2 separate regions of the Anser cygnoides genome follow, and region 2 is linked to region 1. A link is a contact called in public Hi-C data. All regions are on one chromosome and are shown on one strand. The core of a region is the stretch at or near the end of the contact, and the rest is flanking DNA. Distances in the headings are between cores, read along the strand shown.

The links. A called contact is a pair of places that touch in the nucleus more often than the background predicts.
Region 2: a Hi-C map of liver shows a contact between it and region 1, with 1.9 times the contacts expected there. The contact joins the promoter of SYNE2 here to the promoter of HSPA2 in region 1. A contact is called at or near these places in 2 of 7 Hi-C or Micro-C datasets (both in liver).

What each region holds. Positions count from the first base shown.
Region 1 is chr5:59,051,406-59,056,783 of Taihu_goose_T2T_genome, forward strand. It overlaps HSPA2 (heat shock protein family A (Hsp70) member 2), which reads right to left and starts at 2,300. Exons shown (of 1, transcript XM_013183105.3): 1 at 1-2,300. The coding sequence starts at 2,203. The coding sequence ends at 299.
Region 2 is chr5:59,422,550-59,427,927 of Taihu_goose_T2T_genome, forward strand. SYNE2 (spectrin repeat containing nuclear envelope protein 2) reads right to left here and starts at 2,349. Exons shown (of 119, transcript XM_066998468.1): 1 at 2,329-2,349.

The sequences.
Region 1 (5,378 bases), core at 1,050-3,549:
CATAACTTGAAACTTGTCAACTGCAACAGTTGCGTGGTTACTTTAGAAGAGACACTTAAACAGAGACAAACATCCAGAATACAAGTAGCTGTATCTGAATTAACAAAATTTCTCTATTACTAACCTTATAAAGCAGGACGTGCCTTCCCTTTTATCAAAACCAAGCTGATAGATCTGCCTTTATACACACCCAACAGAATAAACTCTGTTATTGGCAATGACGTTTTTCTTAAACGTTAGAAAAATATAAAGCAAAGAATGGAGTGACTGTCCATAAACCAGTCTATACTCAGTCCTTTTAATCTACTTCTTCGATAGTTGGGCCACCAGAGCCACCTGCCCCAGCTCCTCCAGCTCCCTGGTACAATTTTGTGACGATCGGGTTGCAGAGTTTCTCCAGCTCTTTCTGCTTGTGCTCGTACTCTTCTTTCTCAGCCATCTGGTTGCGATCGAGCCAAGAGATCACCTCCCGACACTTGTCAAGCACTTTCTGCTTGTCCTGGTCACTGATCTTTCCCTTCAGTTTATCATCCTCCACCGTCTGCTTCATGTTGTAAGTGTAGGACTCGAGCGAGTTCTTGGCTCCCACCCGATCTCTGTTGGCTTCGTCCTCTGCTTTGTATTTCTCTGCTTCTTGCACCATACGGTCAATGTCATCCTTGCTAAGGCGACCCTTGTCATTGGTGATTGTTATCTTGTTCTCCTTACCCGTGCTCTTGTCCACCGCACTGACGTTCAGGATACCATTGGCATCTATGTCGAAAGTAACCTCGATCTGGGGGACTCCGCGGGGCGCTGGGGGGATGCCTGTTAGATCAAACTTGCCCAGCAAGTTGTTGTCCTTGGTCATAGCCCTCTCACCCTCGTACACCTGGACCAGGACACTGCTCTGGTTGTCTGAGTAGGTGGTGAAGGTCTGAGTTTGTTTGGTGGGAATGGTGGTGTTACGCTTGATGAGGGCAGTCATCACTCCACCGGCTGTCTCGATGCCCAGGGACAGGGGGGTGACATCCAGCAGAAGCAGATCCTGCACATTCTCGGACTTGTCTCCCATGAGGATAGCTGCTTGCACTGCAGCACCGTAAGCAACAGCCTCATCAGGATTGATGCTCTTGTTGAGCTCTTTGCCATTGAAGAAGTCCTGTAGTAGTTTTTGGATCTTGGGGATACGGGTGGAGCCTCCAACCAGCACGATCTCCTGGATCTGGCCCTTGTCTAGCTTGGCATCACGCAGGGCCTTTTCTACTGGCTCCAGGGTGCCACGGAAGAGGTCGGCATTGAGCTCCTCAAAGCGGGCACGAGTAATGGAAGTGTAGAAGTCAATGCCCTCGTACAGGGAGTCGATCTCAATGCTAGCTTGCGTGGAAGAGCTGAGAGTGCGCTTTGCCCTCTCACAAGCCGTACGCAGCCGCCTCACCGCACGCTTATTGCCAGCAATGTCACGCTTGTGCTTACGCTTGAATTCTTCCACAAAATGGTTCACCATGCGGTTGTCAAAGTCCTCCCCCCCCAGGTGGGTGTCCCCAGCTGTGGACTTCACCTCAAAGATGCCATCCTCAATGGTAAGGATGGAAACATCGAAAGTGCCCCCTCCCAAGTCAAAGATGAGCACGTTCTTCTCGCCAGCCCGAGTACCTTTCTTGTCCAAGCCATAAGCTATCGCAGCTGCTGTGGGCTCGTTGATAATACGCATCACATTCAGGCCAGTGATGGTGCCAGCGTCTTTGGTGGCCTGGCGCTGGGAGTCATTGAAGTAAGCAGGCACTGTGATGACAGCATTCTGCACCTTGCGCCCCAGATAGGCCTCGGCAATCTCCTTCATCTTGGTAAGCACCATGGAGCTGATCTCCTCGGGGAAGAAGGTCTTCATCTCACCCTTGTACTCCACCTGCACCTTGGGCTTGCCACCCTCGTTCACCACACGGAAGGGCCAGTGCTTCATGTCTGACTGCACCGTGGGGTCATCATACTTGCGGCCGATGAGGCGCTTGGCATCAAAGATGGTGTTGGTGGGGTTCATCGCCACCTGGTTCTTGGCAGCATCGCCGATGAGCCGCTCAGTATCGGTGAAGGCCACATAGCTGGGCGTGGTGCGGTTGCCCTGGTCGTTGGCGATGATCTCCACTTTGCCATGCTGGAAGACGCCCACGCATGAGTACGTGGTGCCCAGGTCGATGCCGATCGCCGGCCCTTTGCCAGACATGACGGCGGCTTTCTGCGATCAGCTGCTCGTTCGCTCCCGGTTACGTCCCCGCCACCCGCTCCCGCTGCCTTCTGCGGCACGTTCTGCCGTTGCAGCGCCGTCCGCGCCCCTTTTATAGCCCTCTCAGCCTCCTTCTGGAACCTGCCAGAACCCCCCGGACCAATCCAGACACCCGCCTGCCGCGAGCGACCAATCGCCGCCGCGCCTCCACGAGGAGCGCCCGCCCCCTGCCTCCTAGCCAATCAGAAGCGCGCCGCCCCCCTGCCAGCCCCGCCCCTCCCCGCCGCGCGGCGGTGGCCGGCCTTCTTCCTGTTGTTTCTCGATCCGTCTCGCTTGCCAGCGTGCGCCACGGCCGCGGGCCAATCACAGCGCGCGCTCCCCGCTCGCCCCGCCCCCCCCGCCCCGAAACTCTGCTAGAAAGTTCCAGTGGACGTTAGACGCGAGGGCCGGGGATCGACGTCAGCGTTATCCAATAGGAAGCGGGCAGGAGGGCGAGGGGGCGGGGCAAGCGGGGGCGGGGCGTGGTCGCTACGCAACTCGCGCCGCGCTGCCAAGGGGCTGGGCGCGCCCCCCCCCCCCCCCCCCCCCCCCCCCCCCCCGAATCCCGAGCCCCTGAGGGGCGCCAGGGGAGGGGGGCCGGGGGGGCAGCAGCTCGCCTCGCAGTGTTTGTAATTCCTGAAAGTTCCGTCAAACGCTGCGTGTCACCTCCCAGCGGCCGGCTGGTGGCGAATTTACCCTTATTTGGTCGCAAGGCGGCAGTTCCCCCCCCCCCCCTCCTCGTCCCTCTCACGCCGCCCTCCTGCCAGCCCGCCCCCGTCTCGTCAGGGAGCTGCGGCCGCTGAGGCGCCCCCCCCCCCATACCCCCCCGCCCCGTTCCTGAGGAGAATTTTCCTCAGAGCTCGGCTCGTTCCCTCTATGGCAGAGGGACAGTCCCGCCGCCAGCGGGGCCGAGGCAATTTTTAGCCTTATTTCGGCTTAACTTGGCGGGCTGACAGCCGCCGCGGCCGGGCAGACGGACGGACAGACGGACAAACTGCCCGCCGCTTCTCCCCTCAGCCCGCCGCCCCGAGCAGCCCGCCCGCGGGGGGCTGTCACCTCCGGTGGCCGCCGAGGCACCTCGCTGTCCCCCTCTGGAAAAGAGCAGCGTGGGCGGCTGGGGAGCCCTGTTGCTGCCTGTTGGCCATTCTTGAAACGTCTCCAAATTTTTGTCGGTTGTGCTAATGTAAAATGTCGTCACGCCTACATTTAGCAAAGGCTTTGGGGCTATTAACTCGGAGCGAGGCGAGGGCTTTGATGAAAATATATTAAACATGAAAATCTGCCGCGGTTGCTCCAAGTTATTCCTCCTAAGTTTGAGGCAAACACTTCAAAATATTCCAATTATAGTCAGGAGACCAAAATGCCGCGTTCAGATCTCTCTTCCCCTGAGCAACTTGTGGATAGCTGCTTTAAAAGTGCAGCTGAAAGTCTGCTACACACAGACTTTTGTGTTACGTGAAGGAAGGATTAAACGCACTGTATGTTTAAATCATCTTTCGTTAATGTTGTCCCCAGCCTTTAGCGTTATGTTATAGCAGCCCTCATAGAAAATGTTACAGCTTTTACCAGTATGGCTTATGCTCATGCAGTTATTACACCCTCTCAGAAACATCCTTGTTTCAATTAGTTTGTTTTTGAAAACGTTTTTACATGACATGAAAATTCTGCCTCTTATGTAGCGTGCATGTATGTAGTTTGGGGACAGAAGGGCTTCCATTTCTGATGGTAAATAATGAACATTCTTAGGTAACTATTGCTCTTCCACACAACCCGGTCCTTTTTAACACAGCGGTTCTGACCTTGGAGAAATCCAGCAGTGAATGGAAAATGGAAGGTGTCAGCCTCCCTACCTCCAGCAGGAGGTTCTCTGTACCTCTCGTGTGCATATTTCTTTGATGGGAAGGGTGTTGATTTCTCTTGTAGTCAGACCAGTGACTGATTCATCACTGAAGTATCTCTTCCTGTAATTCCCTGCTACTTCATTCAGTTGATTGTATCATAGGGAGCAAAGAGAAATGCTGGAGAAATACAAAGAGAGTTGGCTGATAGATTCAGCTTCAGGTGAAAAATAGATGTAATTTGTTATTTGTATCCTTGTGAGGATTGTCTCGGAGGAACATGCATGAAGAATGCATGAGGACCCTTTTTTGGTAGATGCAATATAAACTCAGACACTGTTATTTCAGAGTAAAAAGAGGGTTCTGGCCTCTGTAGAAAGAGATGGAAAGAACAAATGGACCAGGAAATAATACAGAAATCTTGATCAGCACAATAAGCACATAATAATGATGTCTTTACATCAAAATTAATTCAATATCTCATTTAGATGTAGTTGTAATCAAACAGGTTCTATCAGCTTCAGAAAGGCAATTTCATGAATTTGGCCCAAAGCTTTTAGCTGTGAGTTTTGTCAGCCCAGGCACAGAATATGCACAGCTTCTCCAGACAAAACTTGTTTGGGGTGATGGTTGCCTTGGCCTAATAACTAATATGGCCCTGGTGTAGTTGTGCAGATATCCAGATGCGCTGATAACCCGCTAAAGAGCTGTTTGCACTGATTGGGATGACTGCTTACCCTAATAGTACTCCTTCAGTCCTATTTATTTAATTTTTTTAATTGTAGTTTTGCTATCATGAATTTGGAGAAAATAGCTGGGAGGAATGCATAAGCATACCATTTTAATGCTAATGGTGTAAATTATGGACAATCATGGACAATGTCAGGAAAAATCAAAAGGCCTGTAGACTCAGGCTACCAAATATTTCATTTAGCCTCCCTCTTGCAGAAGAATTTCTTTTCCAGCTGAGCACACAGGTACGGTTTTCTTCTTGTACAACAACACACATAGGTCTGAGCTTCTTTTTAAACTTTTGTTCCCAATCAAAATTTGACGTGATTTTCTTGCCGTCATCTCTCGTCTCCTACACATGTCCTTAGAGAAAGTCCAGTCTAACTCGAGGGAACAACCTCTAAAGCCTCATTAGACTTATTCTCTTTCCTCAGCAGAGCTATTACACGCCTGCTTTTTGTCAGCAGTTCTCTTAAGACTTGCAGCACAATTTGTGCACCAGCTCATCTCTACAGTCATCCTCTCATATGGGAAGAGCCACATGATTTTCTTTTATGTTGCTTCAT
Region 2 (5,378 bases), core at 1,099-3,598, 370 kb after region 1:
CAAAACCTGCATGCTCACATGCCTGTGTGGGTTTGGGACATGTGAAAAGAGCCCTTCGACCACACTTTCTCCCACACTGGATGTTCAGGGACCCTCCGTGGTAGGAGAAAATCAGCACTTCGCTCCGCAAAATGGAGCACTTTTGTTTTCTGCTTACAACAAAATGTCTTTTGCTTTGCTTTCAAAGAATTAGTTGCTTTAGGAAAAAAGAAAAATCCACACATGAGGCCAAATCTCTAATTTATAGCATAGTTTCAACCTTCAGAATAACTTTTTGTGTGCAGTGAAAACCAAGCCAAACACCCGTATTCCTACCAGTGCAGCTGCCAGAGAGGGCCAAACAGCCAAACTGCGCAGAGAAAACCCAGGAGAAAGAACTTGGTGCTATACGCTAACCTGCTAGAATAAATCACAATACCAACAAAACACAGTTGCAATTGCAAAACCGAGGACTCCAAGCTGGAAATAGCTCAGAATGAAGGATGCCTTACTTGTTTCGTGCACTCCCCCTCTGCATGTGCAGGACGAGAAGTCTTCTCGCCAGGGCCCGAACCACGGAGCTGCCCAGCTCGCTTTCTTTTAGAATCAGGACTTCTTACACCGGAGACAAAACAGGATGAACGCCTGCGAGCCCTGCGCATCTCCCTCGCTGAAAGGCAGCAAGATTACTAACACCGAGTTACTTATGGACAAGTTCAGTCAAGCAACAGAGAACGTGCGTTGCGCAAGCACCGCCGCTGCGCCACGGCCAAGCAGGTGAGGTAAGCCACGAGCCACGTCTGGCATCCCTGGCCAACCCCAGCACACCAGCACGTGTTTCGGTACAGTTTTCTCCCAGAGACACCATCCCAGATGAAAGTCCAGTAAGGAGCTGGCATGTGACCACGAACACGCGTCCTTGGCACGGGATATGCCTCGGTTTCCTTACAATCCCTGCACAGCTTTCAGTACAGTGAAATGGTGGGCTGGCTTTTCTGAGAACCCTTCCAAGAAGAAACGCTTTAAGAGTCCCTTCCAAACGATTCAAAGGGGAAGCCTTCACTTGTAGAAGATACCTACAAAGCCTGCCTGCAGCACCAGAAAGGCACAGCCGCTCTGCAGGAACACCGTCTGCTCACACCTTCGTTGCGCAAGTATCTGCTTCCTGCCCCTCAGAAACTGCGGGGGTGCCCCTGGCACATAAATGGGAAGAAGCTTCAAATTTTTCCCTACTCCAACATGCAGCCAGCTGTGCTCTTACTTTCCTCTTACAATAACAAGCTCTGCCTCCTCCATCCCAGGGGTATTTCATCAGCAACATCCCACCCAGATCTGCGTAAGAAATAGTTTTGCAAACAATCTATCAGAAACCTTTCTTTCCCTCCCCTTTTTTAAAAGAAAAACAACTGTAGACCTGTCAGTCTGCTATCTTTGAAACCACTTGTTACAGTCCAAGTGGTTGATGAAGCAGGATGACAATACCAGGAAATACCTGGAATTGATCTTCAATGTTTATTTTTGGAGACTGGCTTTTCTCCCAGCTCTTATTAAATAGGTTGCTCCTTCCCTCCTCTTCCCTTTTGTGCTCCCTGGAATCAGATTGCAATTCGCTTCACCTCTTGGAGCTCAAGCACGGACCCCCTATGCAGAACTTTAGGATTCAGATCCAGGCTCGCACAATATGCTCTTTCTATTCCCCTGCTATCATATTCTTTCTCTCTTATCAAAAAGGATAAGGGAATGCTCTGGTATTTGTCTGAAACTGGAGATGCAGCCGATCCATTTAACGCTCAGTACTTGCCTGTACTCCCTCTCTCTGTTACACCAGCAAATTCCTTCAGCAAATTCCCCTCCAGTCGCTCAGCTCACTTGGCAAAGGAAGTCTTTCTGCTGCAAATTAGTTCTCCACACAGGAGACAGTTCATCCTTACCCTCCGTGGTTCACCTGTGCAGGTAAGTTAAGCTTTCTCCAGAAGAGCTGGTGCTTTTTTTTTTTTATCATGCCACTAAATAACACAGCAGCAGCAGCCACGCTTCAGGGCGGACCAGGTCACAGCTCCCCGTGAGACTCCAAAGCTCTCCGAGGTCCAACAGTATGTTTAATTGCAAGTTTCATATAGGTCAGTTTCAAGAGTTTCCATAGATCATTAAATAATCCTACATGCTGCCTTACACTGCTGCAAGCCTGAAGTGAAGCAAATTTAACCCTGAAGGTTAAACCCTAAGGTTTCACCACTTAAAAGCACGCATGCAATCATTCACACCGGCCCAGCGGACACACAATAATTCAGCTGTATTAACACCTATGACATTTTGCTAGCTCCTTTTACGAAAGGGACAGGTACCTACCGGGTGCCATCCGCCAGCAAGAGCCGAGCAGCCGGTGTCCCCCCTGGGACAGTGGCAGGTCGCGAGGCAGCCGCAGGGCGCACGGGCGCACCTCTGGGAGCCTGCCGTCATCGCCACTGCTGCCGGCCTGATGGGCGACCTTGAAAAAGCGCAAATCCCCCTTGGCCCCTTATTTATAGCAGACGATTGTCTCTTTCTGAATCCGCTGAGTGGCCAGGGGAGGAGGACGGCACTGTGTGGGACATCGCTGCCCGCTCCCTGCTCCCAGGTACAGCCTTCCAGGCTCCACCGCCCCAGTCCACGCAGAGGCTGGGTCTGGCAGAAACGAGGACACGAGCAGCCCTCCCAGAACCTGCGCTGTGGTACGAGGCGCTCTGGCTGAGGATCAGCCCTCCTGACATTAAACAGCTACAACAGAGGTGCCTCCGTGTGCCTCCATTGTTTGGACAGTGGAGAAACAATGGAGAGAAACAGGCACTTTTAGGGCAGTTTGTCCGGTGTATTTTTAGACGTCCAGTTCAGCGCGGATGAATCATGGCCCAGAAGTGTTTGTTCCTCTCTGGTGACTATGAAAGGAGTCTGGACAACTGTCTCCCATGCAGACAGCTATGCTGTAGTTCAGCGAGACGAATCTCACACTTAAGCTGGGGGAAAGGACATAAACAAAGAAGCACTCCTGGCTTTCCACAGGGGTGAGAAATATCGCCTCCACCGGAGACACAAGGTGCAAGTGCCCCATGCTTCCCTCCCTCGTAAACTTCTTGCAACTCAACAAGATGCAACTGCCTTTGCTGAGAGAGCTTAGCTTTGCTGGAAGAGCCTCGTTTAATCGCTGACCTTCAAGCTTTCATGGAATACTCCTCCACGTTGCTCACTGCACGAGAGTTTCCAAGAAGCAGCGCACGTTGCTCGTGGGGCAGCTTTCATTTCTCTCCCTGTATCAGTGGTTATTAGGTGGTTATTACCAGCACAAACCAACCCAACGGAAAACAGAGCTCTCGCTAACACAAACCAACACAAAGCCATTTCTGAAGCTGTCCAGTTCCAGCATCTTTACAACCTCTTTGTGGTCAGTTGTACATCAGCCGCTAGCCACAGACCCACAAGGCACGGTCAGCCGTGCGTTCTCCTCTCTGCCTCCACCTTTTCCCTCATCATTCACCAGCTTCTTGTGTTTCTCCTGGCAACCAACAAGTCAAATGACCCAGAAAGTAAAACTTCTTCCTGTACAATCCACATTTCTGCCTCCTCCCTACACTTTCATGAAAGTAATTACAAGTGCTTTGTTTTCCATCTTAATTGTCATTTCCTTCGATAGAACTCGCAAGCCTGAGCCTTAAAGCTCCAACACTTCATACTATTCTTTCCTCTTTTTCCCCATCCCCGGCCACAAACAGTACTGCTTGTATCAGGGTCAGCAATTCCTTCAAATCGTCTCCAGCCAATCTGCACGGCCGCATTGTGTGGGGAGTTATCAGCAGGCTGCAGGAAGGCAAGAAAGCAAACATGCCTCCCTGCGAGACACCAGAGGCATGGAGTGGAGCTCTGCCCCATTTCCCCTCCTGTGGGGAGATAACAGCCTACCAGCCCTTTCCCCAGCACAGATTTCTTTTCCCTTCCAGCGTGCTCAGCTAAGCGAAACACAGGTTTTTCCCCACTCCCGCTTCTGCCCCTGTCCTGGCCCTGTAGCATCTCCATAGAAGCAGCTTTCTTCATCTCCTGCTGTGAATACGGTGAGCTAGGTGATCCGTAGAGGCTGTCTTCTTCATAGCCTCACCAGCACCAGGATTTGTGTCCTGCCATCCATGAGGACCCCAGGAAGCTGGCCAGAATTCGCAGACCCTCTTTAGCCTTCCCATCGCCACTCTGCAATCCTTTTGCAAACAAAATGCCCCAGACATCTTCCCCCTCCCGGCATTACCCGAAGCCAAAACGTGTTCATCCTTCATAGCAGCAACTCGCTGCTGACACCCTTCACGCTCCACGGGACACGAGTCAGTCCAGGAAGGGTAGGCAGTCAAATCCATGTTCTGTGGGGTAATATACACTATCAGTTTATGATTCATGGTCCAGCAGCTGCAGGTGCTGCTGTAATTGTAATTTCCTCCTTCTCCTGGGCAAGCAGCAGGTCTGCACAGGAGGGAGCAGGGTGAACGTGGCCTGGACATGCCACTTGTACTCTCAGACGTGTATTTGTGATCCAGACCAATTCAGCCTTAGCTGAAGTAATAACCTACCCCAGACCTAATCCCAGTATCGACCCTCTCCACAGAGCACAGCTGACAAAACCCAGATAAACCTGATCTCCCAGCAGCTGCGTGGCCACCTCTGTCTCAGTTACAGGAGTCTCCCACCCACACTGGTCAGGGATGAAACTCAGGCGAAGGAAGATTAGGTGAGAGGTATATGAAATGTCACCTTCCCTTTAATCACGGCTTATAGATCCAGTCCCAAAGCGTTACTCATACTGCTCCACACTCCACGCGTATAATCCCACCGACTAATCCGACTGCTTGTTCAAACAGGCACGTTGCTGGGAGTGTTCCCTTGCGATCGCTGGCTCCCTTTCCAGTGTTTCTCCAAGTTCGCAAGCAGAGACTACATCCTCTCCCACATCTAAAGCCCCGTGACAGTTCAAAACAAACTGCAGGAAAGCTAGGGAAAGTGCGGTGGCACACATGGCACACTTTCAAAACGAGAAACTTCACAACCAATTGGTAGGTTCTCTCTCCACCGCTGCCAGGTAGTGCTGGGGAAACACTTCAGTTGTGGTAAGCAGCAGATAAGCATCTTTTTGCGCATATACATATAAGCATCCCAGCTGCTAGACTTTTAAAACCAGTATTCACCGTGCCCCAGGGAGGAAAAGGAATGGGGTAGACTGGCTGAAAGGCACAGCTTCTCTAGTAAGAGGCTGGGTCATCATTCGCATCTCCCTACACAAAACCGGCCATTGAGAGTCCAGATCTAAAACAGAGTCGCAGTTGCTAAGAAAACAGCGCTGCAAACAGATGTCAGGAGATGATTCATGAAGTAAGGGCATATCCCTG